Regions from separate parts of the Triticum aestivum genome. Here region 2 is linked to region 1. Evidence: chromatin contacts called from public Hi-C data. All regions are on one chromosome and are shown on one strand. The core of a region is the stretch at or near the end of the contact, and the rest is flanking DNA. Distances in the headings are between cores, read along the strand shown.

Region 1 (7,852 bases), core at 2,130-4,629:
ACCATCATTGACACTCTCTGAGCTGGCAAATAAATCATCCATTCTTTGACTTTCTTGAATTGACACGGAATCCACCACTTGGACCTCAGGATCGTCAGACAGCAACTTTAGATCATCATTTTTTGTTACAAAACTTATCCTTGTTTTCTTTGACCTATGTGCTGATCTTGTTTTGTGAATCAGTTTTGTTAAAATTTCATATAAAGGACTATTAGTACTACCTTCGCTAGCACTTCTGTATGAAATACTTTCTCCATCTCTAACAACCATTACTGACATTTTCTCACCTAAATCCATATACTTCGAGGCCAAATCATGCAACCTAGCTGTCCCAGAGTGGCCATCTGACTTACTTGTGCTCAGTGCAGAAGGATCCGCTTTTGTGCGCATTCTGGAGTTACCACTATTTAGATCACCAGAAATGACATAAGGTGGATAATTTTTCTGAGCATACTCTCGTAGTAACTTGAGAGATAACTTGCTTTCATCTCTAATTTTTAAGGAATCAGATAATCTATTGATAAATAGAATAGCTGAGGGCCTATTTGCAGGAAACGTAACCTCGCCGCCACTCGCATCAGTATCAATCTACAAATATAACATGCAACTCCAAACGTCATGGCATGATGCATGTAAAATTAGAAGCATTGGATATTTTGGATAGGCCATGAGAAAAAATAATGTAGCAGAAATTCATAAAAGACAATGCCTTTTTACCAGATAAAACAAGATATTCTGTTATAGAGATCAACAAATTACATACTCTTACTATATTAATTATGAATAAACTGGATTGTTCTCTTTATCTTTAGCTTAAGAACATTTTTTGTGAGATATATTTGCAATAAAATAGAACCTGGTTCAAAGGATTTGATTGGTAAGAATAGATAAACAAAGGAGATATGGGCAAAGTAACAAGAATACAATAAACACACCATTCTGACATGCATTCTCCTCCTTTATTACCTACTAATTGACAATCACACCGAGAATACATGGAGAGAATAGCTATCTTCGTCTCAGAGTAATATTTAGCACATGTCATGTTCTTTTGGTAAATTTATAACGTACATGAAACGGACTTTCACTGACCTCTTTAACGTCAAGATTATGATAGGATTGCAGCAGGCTTCTTAGGTCATCCTCCTCTTTTGCTATAACTGAACAGGATGTGCATCCCAGATAATGAACACTGAGGAACCACGTCTCTGAATTGCTTGCATTGGCAATATCCAATGAAGATAATGGTAATTTTTCAGTAACAAGGCCAAATCTAACTTTCTCCGGAGGAAGAAAGTGTTCTCTTGACAGGGCAGTAAGCTTTGCATAGAAGCTTTCAAACTGTTGGAACTTTTGCACTGTGCACAACTTACTATTTTCATCAGTTGATATTCTAATGTGATCTGAGACACTTTGATTTGCTGTGGTAAATCCACCTTTCCAAGGAGAACCAGTAAGCTGACTCCCACCTCCAAAGGTCAGTTCATCATCTTCTATAACCTGTTTGTCATCTCAAATAAGTACATTTTCAGGGATCTGTCCTCATATATGCTCAACCGTCATGGTTCAGACAGACATGAGTCCTCTCAAAAAAAAATCAGGAATATTAACCAGAGATAAATGCGACTTTCTTTGCTAAACTTACAAGCTCTAGACGCCCATCTGATTGTCTGGTCACTGTCTTCCCAGAAACGTCAACTGTATGATATCAATGAGTATAGCATCCAAATGTCAGAATCGAGTTGACATGATTTATCATCCATTCAGAAGTTTTATGGTGATCATGGAACATGAAATAGAAGGATTAAGGTAGATCAGTTTGAAAGAATAAGGCAGACCACCTAAAACTATGTCATCCTGAGTTTCCGATTATGGATATTTTACCAACTTACACCATGTGTTCTTGTGAGATCTTGAATCATTTATTAATCATTAACGTTGGTCAAGATGGAAACCTAAATTTAAGGTGTTTCTTCCCGTAAAGTTCTAAAAAAATGCATGCTCACTTTTGAGAGAAAGGGAGAGAGACAAAGAGCTATTCATGAATCGTAGTAACCAACCTCAATTTTAACAAGTGCCTCGTCACAAAGCAGAAAACAATACAAAATGTTGGATGAATCGAGGACAGATGACACAGAGTTGACTAACCATTCTCTGCGTGAGTTTTTGATGGAGTGACCCCACTGCTTCTGTTGCTTCTGTCACTAGCCAATCGAGTAAACCAACCACAGAACTCGGACAGAAGTACAGCTCTGTCAGTTGATTGAATAAACTCCTCCACATCATCTTTTGTATGCAAAGCCACAAAAGGGGCCTCCTCGTGCTTAAGTGACATGATATGTCGTACTGAATACAATATATCACGTGCACGAAGCTTTCCTTGATATTTGAACTGTATGGATTGTTGGTAGTATATGAACTTTGTTCCTTCAGTTGCACCAATAGCATCCGACAGCAACTTCTCAGAATTTCTGTACACAACCATCAACTTAAGGCGACCTAGCTCCATCTCCTCGGTTGCGACCAGCTGCTGTATTTCGGCCATCAGTGATCTTGACTCACCATACCCTATAAATGATCATAAGAAATAACGGTTACAGTGAGTTGGGACTCAATCTCATGCACACATTCTCATTTTCTGGAGCATGTGGGGCTTACCCAGATGGTAATGACTATGGAACAAACCTTGTACGTATTTGGAAATAATAATGTCGAAAACGTGAAACTGTGGAAAATTCATCGTAGTTTAAGAAGCGGCTCCAAGTCAATTTGGTCAAATAAAAAATGAAAAGACAGACTGCCTAAAATTGTCCAGGATCGTGTCATCGTGCAGAGTTTTGGAGTAAGAAATCGCACGGTTTGCCTTGTCATGTCGGCTGCATCAAATACTTCCTTGGCGCAATGGATTTTAGTGATTGCTTACTTATCCTTCCATGTACTTCAGAACTACTAGATTTCGAATGCAACATGGACAGAAAATTCTCGACTGTTTGATTCAACAACTTGACCTTGGCAACTACTCATGCAGTCAGAAACCAGAGCTTTCAGCTAGACAGGATAGGTCGGAGGGCTCACATGGCATGGTGACGACGAGGAGGATGTGGGGGTGGAGCCGGATCTGGGAGGAGAAGTTAGCCCTGGTCAAGACCTGCCACTCTGGGCGGCCAGCGGTGGCGCCGAAGCTTGACGCCGCCTTTGACTGTGGCGCGACGAGGAGGAAGGAGATAAGGAGGTGCGACCATGCCGCGACGAAAAGACGGCGCATGGAGGCCGCCGTCCTCGGCTCCTCGCGGCCGGAAAGAAGATTTTTCATTTTTTTTTTTTTTTGAGAGAGAGAGAGAGGGGAAGAGGAAGTTTGGCGACACCGAGCGTATGATTAGTTTTTGGGCAAGTACATGGATGAACCCATGGCTCGGAAAGCTTATTTCTAAATGACAACAAATTGTGAAAAGTGTTTCATGCACACATCTTGACACTATATGTGCGGGCAAAAAGTTTAGCAAAAAACAACTTTTTTGGCCTGTGTAAAAAGACAAAAAATGTGTCGTGGAAAGTTATTTAGTAGCACTAAAATTTATCTTTTTCAAGGAGGCAAAAATAAAATATGTTCTTTCGCAAAACTTTGTGGGGCGCACACATGTTATAAGATGTATGCATGAAATTTTGTTTTGAATTTTTTGACACTAAAATGTGTTTTAAATGCATTCTTAAAAAATGGATTCATATACCCATGAGTTCAGAATGTCTCTAGTTAAGCATATGATTATTTATGTAGTTGTCAGGAATGAGAAGACAAGGTTGAGTAAAATGCATCGAACCACCACAATAGCAGCATCATTAGCGAAAAACAGTCACTTTATAAATCATGGTAAAAACCACCGCACCAAAGAATTAACAGTGACAAAAAAACTAACGGTAAATGCTAAGTGCTTTGATAATGTCACTAATTACTCGGGTCCACCTGTCAGATTGAGTTGGCAAAAAAAGTGCCATGCGGACATGTTGTCTTGGTATTCTTCTTTCTCCTCCTCCTCTCTCCTTTTCAACACGCACATCATGCCCACCAGCCAGTCATCCATGCCGCGGTTTATATATGGAGCTCTCACACTGCAGCCGTCACAGTCCAATGACGCAAGTACACAACACCATCGTACCCCTGGCGGCGCTGGCCCTCTCGCGTCGGCAATATCTCATGTCTGTCGTGGCGGCGGCATCGTCGGTGCAGCGTGGCTGCTACTCCTGTAGGAGTTGTTGGATTTCCCCGAATAGAAAGGGTGATGTAGCACAATAGCAGAAAGTAATTTCGTGAAAAATCGAGGTTTAATCAAAACAGCAGGAGTCCACAAGCTAACAAGATAAACGACACCCAAACACAAATAAAATAAATGCTTGCACCCAACTTGGCAAGGGGGTTGTCAATCCCTCGTCTTACTAGTCGCAAGGTTAAATGCGAATAGTGGATGATAATAATATAGTGGAACGGTAAAATAATGGAGAGTAAATAAAAGAGCAATTATGTAAACGCAAGGATTAATGACAATAGACCCGGTCCATAGGTTTACTAGTGGCATCTCTCTCGAAAGCAGGTAATGGCATAGTAAATAAATTATTATTGGGCAATCGACAGAAAAGCAGCATTCACAGCTATTATCATTCATGGCATAATCCTGTATAGGGATCACATCCATGATAAGTAGACCATAATCCAACTGCATTATTACTTCAGCCCGAAACCGCTATCCAGCATGCATATGAAAGTATTAAGTTGAATAAAAATTAGAGTAACGTAATAAGAAAGATGACATGATGTAGACAGAAAGAAAATCTAGCAATAAGATTAAACCACGTCGATTTATCCTTAATGACAACAATGCAAATATATTTTGTCCATTTTTGTCACTGGGATATAGGACACCGTAAGATTGAACCCACTACTATGTGATACGTCTTTAATGGTATTCGTGCTATATTTATATCAATTCTATATGGTTTTGATGCACTTTTATGTTATTTGTATGGACTAACATATTAATACAGTTCCCAGTGTCAGTTCCTACTTTTTGTTCCGCAAAATCCATACCTAGGAAGGTCCAAACGCGACGAAAATTTACGACGATTTTTTCTGGATCTAGAAGCTTCAGGAGGCAACCAAAAGAGGCCCAAGGGGTCCACAAGCCACTAGGGCGTGCCCCAGGGATGTGGTCGCGCCCGTGGCTTGTTTGGTGTGATTCCAACACTAACAAATCCTATAAATAGAGAAACCCCCAGACCTAGAACTTTTCCTCCACCACCGCAAGCCTTTGTTCTGAAGTGATATCACCTAGAGGCCTTCTCCGGCACCCTGCCAGAGGGGGAAACATTAGGGAAGCCATCTTCATCAGCCTTGTTGCCTCCATGGTGATGCGTGGGTAGTTCATCCTTGGGCTGAGGGTTTATACCAATATCTATGTGTTTGATCTCTCTCTCTCTCTCGTGTTCTTGATTTGACACAATCTTGATGTATCATGAGCTTTGTTAATAAAGTTGGATCACATGATGTCCACCTCCTTTATTTTTGTGGTGAATTGAGTCTTGCTCTTTGAAGTTTCTTATGTGGGATTTAATACTTTGGATTTGAGATCACTTGATGCATGTCTTAACTTGCGGATACCCGCGGTGACATTGGGGTGTTCTAGGTGGCATAAAGGTTAATTGATGTGTATCATTTGGTGTTGTCATAGTATGATCTCTAGGACTATTCGTGATAATTTGGGGGTGGTTCAATAGATTGATTAGAATGGCAACTTTGAGGTGGTTTGCTACCTATGCGATTTCATCCTACTTTCCCTGATAGAAATAGAAACTTTGGAGTGATTCTTTTCCTCACTTTTGCGGGATTGTCATGTGATTCAATTATGTTAATGATGTTGAGAGATTGCACTAGCAAAAGTATGAACCATGGGCCTTATTTCTAAGCATTGATACACTGTTTTTACTCACTTTTGTTACTTGTTACCTTTTTGTTTTTATTCTTCAGATTTCAAAAACCTATTTCTACTATCCATATTACACATCTATCATCACCTCTTCGCCGAACTAGTGCATCTGTACAACTCACAGTTGTATTGGGTGTGTTGAGACACAAGAGAGTACTTGCATTTGATTGCAGGGTTGCTTGAGAGAACCACCTTCACTTATAAGTTATAAGTACATATGTTGTTGTTCTGTGTGCAACGACATCGCACATGGACCATACCGGGGAACCCCTCGATGATGATTTCATCAATCGCTCATAATTGTATACCACCAAGCGTTTGCCCAGAACACACACGGCTTATTAGCAGCAATCGTCTGTATTATTATCGGTCTTCGCACGCATTTCTGATTACAGACCTGTTTGCCGCGTATCACACGCATCCTGTTAAATTGAACCGTTTATGTTCTCTTGGCTCAAAGCAAATAGTTCATCCAAGTGAATCGTATGCCGTATATTGCACACACCTTGATTTGGCTGACCGTTTCTTTTGTGTTGCCTAATTACAAACAATTCATCCGAGTGAACCGTATGATGTATATCGCACACACCTTCATCTGGCTGCCTGTTTATTTTGTTCCTCCTTATCGCAAACAGTTAATTGAATTGAACCGTATGCCCTGCATCACACACACAACTAAAATGTGAACCGTGTTTGATGCATCTCTCATCGCAGACGTTTTACACCTTTTTGACGGGTTTTTACACCATCGTTTGTGATTAATGCATCGCACACAGTTTGGGCGAAGGGTCTCTGATCATAGTGTCGCGTTAGCAACATCCTATAATAGTGTAGGGTGCTCAAACACCCAAGAGTAACAAGATCCGCATGGGATTAGTGGTGGGAATAAAATTTCTCTTGGTGGAAGTGTAGAGCTGGGCCTTCTCAACCAATCCCTAGAAAATCAACAAGTTTGATTGGCTGGGTAGAGAGATTGGGCGAAAGTGAGCTTTGGAGCAACAATGGAGCTTGGGGGAAAAGAGGTAGGTCTTCTTGGGGAAGAAGACCCCCTTTTATAGTGGGGGAAGCAATCCAACTGTTATCCCCTCTTTAGCCCGCACAGAGCGGTACTACCGCGAGGGGGAGCGGTACTACCGCTGGCCGCAGCAGTACTACCACGGAGACTATGAGCAAGGGCCTCAGAGGGGAAGGGGCACAAGAGAGAGAGAGCCCGGGAGGCACTAGCAGTGGTGGTAGGTGTGGTACTACCACTTGCAAGCGGTACTACCGCTCCTACTACCGCTGAACCCGACACGAGACTCGTCGGTCTCGAGTCGAGGCGGTACCAGCGCGAAACTGGAGCCATACTGCCGCTGATAGCCATGAGTGATACTACCACTGCGAAGCAGCGGTACTACCGATTGAGGCTACCAGCGGTGCTGACGCTCCGGCCCAGCGTTACTACCGCTGGCTCTTCCCATGTGTCATTTCCGCGATAAAGGTACACTCCAAGAAAGAGGGAATGATCTAGGGGTGCGAAAAAGATGTGAACGTGTTGATTCCACCCTAGCCTTTCCGATACGGACCGCCTCTTGATAGTACGGTGTCTCCTACGACTCAAGTCCACCAAAACCGAAACGAAAGAGACTACACCGTCTTCACCTTGAGCTCTGAGGGGAAAGAATTGTCTCGTGCCAATGAATGAATATCTGAAATGCTCAATGCACACGATTAGTCCACAAAAGCATTGCCATCAATCGCCAAAACCACTTAGAGAGAGACATGCCCTAACACCCGGCCATGTGTAGGTGGTTGCCGCTGGATAAACAGGACCCCGTGGTAGTACGCAGTTTCCACTAGATGAATAGGACCACAAGGAGGCCGCCACACACCACAGC
Region 2 (7,852 bases), core at 3,564-6,063, 340 kb after region 1:
CGCATGGGCCTCTAGGGGCTGGTGCCCTTGGCCCATGTAGGCCAAGGCGCACCCCCTACAGCCCATGTGGCCCCCGGGGCAGGTGGCCCCACCCGGTGGGCCCCCGGGACCCTTCCGGTGGTCCCGGTACAATACCGATGACCCCGAAACTTGTCCCGATGGCCGAAACAGGACTTCCTATATATAAATCTTTACCTCCGGACCATTCCGGAACTCCTCGTGACGTCCGGGATCTCATCCGGGACTCCGAACAACATTCGGTAACCACATACAAACTTCCTTTATAACCCTAGCGTCATCGAACCTTAAGTGTGTAGACCCTACGGGTTCGGGAGACATGCAGACATGACCGAGATGTTCTCCGGTCAATAACCAACAGCGGGATCTGGATACCCATGTTGGCTCCCACATGTTCCACGATGATCTCATCGGATGAACCACGATGTCAAGGACTCAATCAATCCCGTATACAATTCCCTTTGTCTAGCGGTATGGTACTTGCCCGAGATTCGATCGTCGGTATACCGATACCTTGTTCAATCTCGTTACCGGCAAGTCTCTTTACTCGTTCCGTAACACATCATCCCGTGATCAACCCCTTGGTCACATTGTGCACATTATGATGATGTCCTACCGAGTGGGCCCAGAGATACCTCTCCGTTTACACGGAGTGACAAAATCCCAATCTCGATTCGTGCCAACCCAACAGACACTTTCAGAGATACCCGTAGTGTACCTTTATAGCCACCCAGTTACGTTGTGACGTTTGGCACACCCAAAGCACTCCTACGGTATCCGAGAGTTGCACAATCTCATGGTCTAAGGAAATGATACTTGACATTAGAAAAGCTTTAGCATACGAACTACATGATCTTGTGCTAGGCTTAGGATTGGGTCTTGTCCATCACATCATTCTCCTAATGATGTGATCCCGTTATCAACGACATCCAATGTCCATGGTCAGGAAACCGTAACCATCTATTGATTAACGAGCTAGTCAACTAGAGGCTTACTAGGGACATGGTGTTGTCTATGTATCCACACATGTATCTGAGTTTCCTATCAATACAATTCTAGCATGGATAATAAACGATTATCATGAACAAGGAAATATAATAATAATCAATTTATTATTGCCTCTAGGGCATATTTCCAACACATAGCACTATAGGTGGAATAGAATGGTGGTTGTGGAGAAGACAAAAATGGAGAAGATAGTCTCACATCGACTAGGCGTATCAACGGGCTATGGAGATGCCCATCAATAGATATCAATGTGAGTGAGTAGGGATTGCCATGCAACGGATGCACTAGAGTTATAAGTGTGTGAAAGCTCAAAAAGAACTAAGTGGGTGTGCATACAACTTGCTTGCTCACGAAGACCTAGGGCATTTTGAGGAAGCCCATCATTGGAATATACAAGCCAAGTTCTATAATGAAAGATTCCCACTAGTATATAAAAGTGACAACATAGGAGACTCTCTATCATGAAGATCATGGTGCTACTTTGAAGCACAAGTGTGGGGCGTTCGATCTATCAATCTACTACAATTTATTCACGTCTGTTTTGCCAATTTCTGGCACCGTTACCCGAAAGGGATTGACAACCCCTTTAATACGTCGGGTTGCGAGTAGTTGTTATTTGTGTGCAGGCGCTGCTTACATGTTGTTTCTTGGTTCTCCTACTGGTTTGATAACCTTGGTCTCATCAGTGAGGGAAATACCTACCATCGTTGTGCTGCATCATCCCTTCCTCTTTGGGGAAATACCGACGTAGCTTCAAGCCGCATCAGGTGGGAACTTGTACTTGTACTTGCGCTTATTCTCACCCGCTATCTGTGCATCCGTTTTCATCGAGTATTTTAGAAAGTACGCATTCATCTTGTCAAATGTGTATTGAACTATTGCCGTCACGGGTAATCCACATGCACCTTTGAGCACCCTATTGAAGCATTCGACCATATTGCTTGTCATTTGACCGTACCTTCGGCCATCTTCATCAAAAGCACGTGCCCACTTGTTCCGGTATTTAATGTGCCTATTGAGAAAGTCTTGACCCCCGGGATCAAGTTTTTTGTGTGCGAGTAATTTGTCGAACAAAGTGGCGAACCGCTTGTCGGAGAAAGCGAGACAACAATCTTGAAGATCATCGGCCAACTCCTTAAGGCCACATGCCCTATAGAAGTTTGAACAAAAGTGCCTCATGCACCATCGATGGTGCAACAGAGCATGCCCGAGAATGTCAATCTCCACCGCGTTAAGAATTCCTGGATGCTGATCCGATATGACACAAATTTCCCTCTGAGCGGGTAACACCTTCGTCCTCAAAAGACGCAAAAACCACTCCCAGTTGTCATTGTTCTCCATCTCAACCAAAGCAAATGCCAATGGCAACACCCGATTATTGGCATCACTTGCTATCGCAACCAACAAGGTGCCGTTGTATTGTCCGGCCAAGAACGTGCCATCAATGGCGATGACCGGCCTACAGTGTTCGAAAGCCCTCACACATTGCTCGAATGCCCAAAATGCACGGCCAAATACTCAGACTTTCCTTCCGTCATGAACCGTTGTTTTTCCCCATGAGGCTCGACCACATGAACAATGCCCGGGTTTGTGGCGGCCATGGCTAACAACAACCTAGGGATTCGGTTGTATGCTTCCTCCCAACTACCATACAACATCTTAAATGCGGCTTGCTTCGCCTTCCATGCCTTGCCGTATTTCACCTTGTAATGAAAGATGGCTTTCACAAGGTCAATGACATGTTGGATGCTCATTTGTTGGAAGTGTGGATATTGAGTTGGAGAGCCCGTAAGCGATGAGCTCGGACGTGAGTTGTCTGTGGTCTTGGGACACAACCTTGCCATCCACCCTTTTGCCTCGGCACATGTGAGTTGGCACACAACTCACTACGTGCCAAGTGGGACCTCCTTTCCATGGTCTTGCACGCACAATCCACGAAAATTCTTCATCTTCACATGCACATGCATCCGTGTAGCGCACATTGATGTCCGAGTTCACCACCTTGTGTGGACGATAATGCGTAACCGAGTAGTTGTCAAGACACATCTTCAATTCCAACAAGGTTTCAAACTTAGACCCTTTAGCAATCCCGTTCTTGTCGTCTTCCAAATCACGGTGAGATCTTGGCCTAAACCCAAGAGATATACCTTGGCCACCATCTACCACGGCTTCATCCGCAAGACTAACATCCTTGAACAATGTAGTCCGATGATCCCGCCCCAAATACCTTCTCGAAAGTTTCGGCCTACTTCACCGTGAACCTCTCCTCATCAACTTATTCATCGGGACCTTCGTCATCCGAATCCGATGCATAGCCACAAGAATAAGGGACGGAATGGTCCATTCTCTCTTGCAAATGATATTTGTCGAGATCACCCACATTGTTGTCATGGAGATCAACTTCATTGTCATCGTCCGCGTACTCATCATTCTCCTCTTGCAAAGCTTCATTTTTGGTTGTTTGGAAACGGGCTCAATGCTGGCCTCACTTCTTGGGTCAAAAGAGGTTCAATAATTTCATCTCGGTTCAAGGGCGGGGGGCTACTAGCAACCAAAGGGGAGTGGTTCCGGTTCAAGTCCAAATGCAAACTTGAATCAACCTTCTTCGTTGCAAATAACTCAAGAGCCTTGTCTAGTGATTCAGCCGTCGTCTCCTTGTATGCAACCCAACGTTGCTCCGAGTTGACACGCATTGTCTTTCAACAGATGTGCATTTCAAAACCAACATTATGCCTTTCCTCCAACTCAATGATATCACTAGGGTCCATCCTATTCAAACAATAAGAACACCATAAGGATAACCCTAACATTCTAACAAGCCTAATCATAGGAAATTGGCAAACAATATCTCACATCTCCATGCAAATATCTAGATCCATACAAAACTAGGGTTTCCCCAAACTAGCAACAAATGGGCAATTTGTTAACATTACTTGGATCAAAACAAGGGGATCAGAGAAGATTACCTTGAGGGAGGGTTTGACTTCGAAATCCATGGACAAACTCTTCAAATTTGGAAGATTTGGAGAAGATTTTGAGAAGGGGAGAGAGGGGCAAATCTCGGGTGGGAATGCTTTGGGGGTTGGGGCGTGCGTGGAGAGAGTGGGGGAGGGGGACCGGCCAGCCAACTAGTAACAGACAGTGCTAGGCGCTGCACTTTACACGTGCGGCGCCTAGCTCTGAGGCGCTGCACTGCTGGGTGCGGGCCCAGGGGCTTTCACGATCAGCTGAGTGAAATAATTTTAAGGACAGTTCATTTTATAAATTGATTAGTGCATGTACAATGGTGCTATCTTAGGAGTGCCACGTAGGATAAATGATGAGGTGGAGAAGAAAGAACTCATAAGAAAAGGCTTGTCTTCTTTTATTTAAGATAAGACAAGAGATGATCTCTTAGCACAATTTATCTTATCATGTTTTAAGAAATTGTTAGTTACTGAAGATAAGGCTAAGATATAATTTATTGTAGACATATTCTTTTATCATCTCTAAATTATATGCAAGACTTAAAATAAAACTGCTTTATTAACCATTGTACATGCCCTTACATTCACAAGTTAAAATTGTCAAATTTGCTGCGGACGGGACCCCTCGGCTCATTCGGCCGGCGCGGACGACACGAGGTGCATTCGAGAAGCCTCACTCTTGAAGAACGTGGCCGGACCCCACCAACCATCGTCCTTTGTACCGACACTGTGAGCGGCACAGCATTTTCCGAGGACACAACATCTAGCCGCAAAAACTCGGAGCCCGGGCCCGCAAACAGGTTTCGCTCGCCCGGGGCCCCCACCCGTCATGTTCGCCCCCCACGAGGTTCGTCTGCTCCCCGCGAAAGTCTTATCAGTTACGCCCGCCCTCGACCCAATCCACAGGAAAGGGGGACAACACAAAGCCGACCACGCGCCACGAGCGCACGAGCACGATTCATCCGGTGCGTCGCGCGGCGGCTTCCATCTCCGCGGCCGTGCTGACTTCGCCTCCATGGCGTCCGTCTACACCGCGCCCCGCGCGCCGCTGCCCGCCACGGCCGCCTCCTTCCCCTCCTCGTCCTCGTCCTCGCGGCAGCTGGACCCCAACCCTAGCCGATTCCTCGCCGCGCACCGCGGCCAGCGCCTCCTCCGCGTCCGCCGCCTGGCGGGCGCCGCGCCGACTCGCCGCGCCTCCGACGTCGCCTCGGTGTTCCGGTGCGGCGCGCGCAGCCCCGGTGCGGACCCCGGCGGCGAGCCACGCCGAGGCTGGGACGCTCTCTTCCACGATGCCCTCCAGGGCGCCGTGCGGCGGTGGAGCGAGTACGTCAGGAATTACTGGCCCTCCGCACACCCCTCGAAGGAGGCGGGCCTCGCGAAGGGAGCGGAGAGTTCTCACGAACTGGAGGAGAGAGGGCAGGGAGTGGAGGAAGACGGTGAGGAGGTGGACGTGGTGCAGGAAGCAGGGAAGTGGAGCTGGGAGAGGTGGAAGCAGCACTTCGCCCTCATTCAGGAGAGCGAGCGCCTTGTTGATGAACTGCAGGTTGATTTTTCTCACTGATCAGTGACTACTTGTGAATATGGATGAGGCTTGCACAAAACGCACCGTTATTGATTTTTCATTACATGTGATTACAAACATGGAACGTTTAGCAGTACAAATGTCTCCATGGACCATGCCCAAATTCCATATTTCCCCTTTCTTCTGCCAGACCATCTATACTTGCCTTATCCCAGGAACTAGTAGCATGAAGGAGTTAGGTTCTGAAGAAATTTACCTAGTGCGGATAAGCTCAATCGATGGCGATTAACTGTTCTGAAGAAACTTACTCCTTAGGGAGCTGAAGCACTACTGAAGCCAGACTCAAACTTAAACTGGCTTCTTTGGAGCGACACATTTTTTCTCTCAAGTATCAATGTGACTTAGTCGCCAAAGTTCTTTCGTGTGTTGAAACTACTAATGTTGTGTTAGGTCAATCCATTGATGGTAGGCTATATCTTGGGCTTAGCACCATAACATGTTCCGTTTATGGCCTATGCCATCTGTTACCATGCCAACAGCATGTGGGAGATACCGTGTCAACACTTGTATTGATGGTTTGCAATGCTTATACGCTTTTGTTAATAGGCTCAATGGTCTAATAGATTCACAAAGCATGCATCATACCGTTAATAGGCCCAATGGTTTAATAGATTCACAATCATACCGTTGATAGGCTCAGTGATCTAATAGATTTACAAAGCGTGCATCATACTGTTGTTTAGGCTGATAGAACACCTATGCTTTTATTGTAGAGCTGGGACTACAAGTTATGGTAGAAACAATGATCATATATGAGTTACAATTTGGACTACCTTTCTGAAATCACACTACCAAGCTTCATGATTGGCTGCCATATATTAATGGCAAAAAGGTCTTACTTCATGGCAGCATAAAGAAGAGCCAGGAGCTTATTTGTATTTTATATGATGTTTGATGTTTTTAAAATTGTTTTTCATTAGGTGTGCCAGTTTTTTTTGTATCTGGAATTGTTTGGAACCATTGAGTGCTGGTTGTGTCGTATCTGTATATGACTAATTAAAAAAATGTATGTGCAATATTAGGCATAACTTAATTCTTTGCGCATTGCTGATATACCATGTGCATATTTTGTTTTTTGTCAAGATATTTTTCCTCTTAATCGATTGCTTCTATCAGATTGTAAATTCCTGATGGCCATGTATTGTGTTTCAGCTACAACTCCGCACTGCTGTGTGTAGAGAAGACTATAGGAGTGCCCACAAACTGAAGTTAGCTATTGCTGCTACATCAAGAAATGATACTGTCGGCAGAGCAATATCTGAGTTACATGTAAGAAACCGCAAATATCTGCTCTTTTGTCTGTGTATAGTTAATGATGAATGGCACCTTTGATCATTTTAGTTCGCTTGCGACATCATGTTTCCTCTATTATTACTTTAAAATATCCTAGTTATGTGCCTGTCAATAGCTAGTGAAATAGTCCTATGCTACAGGGGGATGAATGTCTGGCATGCTTACTGCTTTGGGTGGAAACAGTAGCTAATAACTTATCTAATAACTGAGATAACCCAATTATGGGGGCCATCAAGGCATACTCTCACCGAAAATTTCTCTCACCTATTTTATTTACTTTCCCCATCTCAATCAGCAATATCAGACATGTCAGGTGTTGAAATGCCACTGGTAACAGAGTGACTAACTTTCACCAGTCACTGTTTCATATCAGTGTTGCAACTGGATGTGACAGGCTGTTCAATTTTATGTTTTGTGCTATTGGGCTGTTATGAACCAGCGGCAACAAGGCTGAGCTGGAATTCTTTCACACAGCTGTCTAGAAATTGGCAACTGTTGCATCTGCTTGGAGGATTAAATTGTTGGATAAGGAAATGAAATATGAAGTGATGGTGGTTTGAGCCCACGTCCTGAACAATGGAGCAATTGCACACTTGCCTTCTGGGTTTTGTGCATAACTTCAATTCATCATGTACTAGTTCTGCTCCGGTAATCCAACCAGGGACCATGAACTGGGAGCCTGACCGAGCCATCTACCTGTCCAGTTTCCATAACTATGCTGTAGATAAGAGGAACCAATCTGAATGCTTTCAAGTAGAGTAACTGATTTGATTCATGATACCATGTGTAGATTGATAGTATGATATTATTAATTTGATAATTGAGCACCGTTTATCTAATGTTTTAACTCTTACAGAGGGCCATAGAAGAGGACCGCTATGTGGATGCAGCTTATATTAGAGACCACGCTGGTGCAGGACTGGTTAGTAACACAAAGGCTCAACAGTCTGTTAATTTTTGTGTTGTTAGACTCTATGCCTACAAA

Evidence for each region. A called contact is a pair of places that touch in the nucleus more often than the background predicts.
Region 2: a Hi-C map of leaf shows a contact between it and region 1, with 4 times the contacts expected there. The contact joins the promoter of LOC123046406 here to the promoter of LOC123046399 in region 1. A contact is called at or near these places in 2 of 5 Hi-C or Micro-C datasets (both in leaf).

The regions. Positions count from the first base shown.
Region 1 is chr1A:290,311,430-290,319,281 of IWGSC CS RefSeq v2.1, forward strand. It overlaps LOC123046399, which reads right to left and starts at 3,380. Exons shown (of 8, transcript XM_044469764.1): 1 at 3,076-3,380; 2 at 2,149-2,568; 3 at 1,646-1,698; 4 at 1,093-1,500; 5 at 1-588. The coding sequence starts at 3,313.
Region 2 is chr1A:290,650,870-290,658,721 of IWGSC CS RefSeq v2.1, forward strand. LOC123046406 (protein EXECUTER 1, chloroplastic) reads left to right here and starts at 4,814. Exons shown (of 13, transcript XR_006422305.1): 1 at 4,814-5,535; 2 at 6,727-6,843; 3 at 7,724-7,789.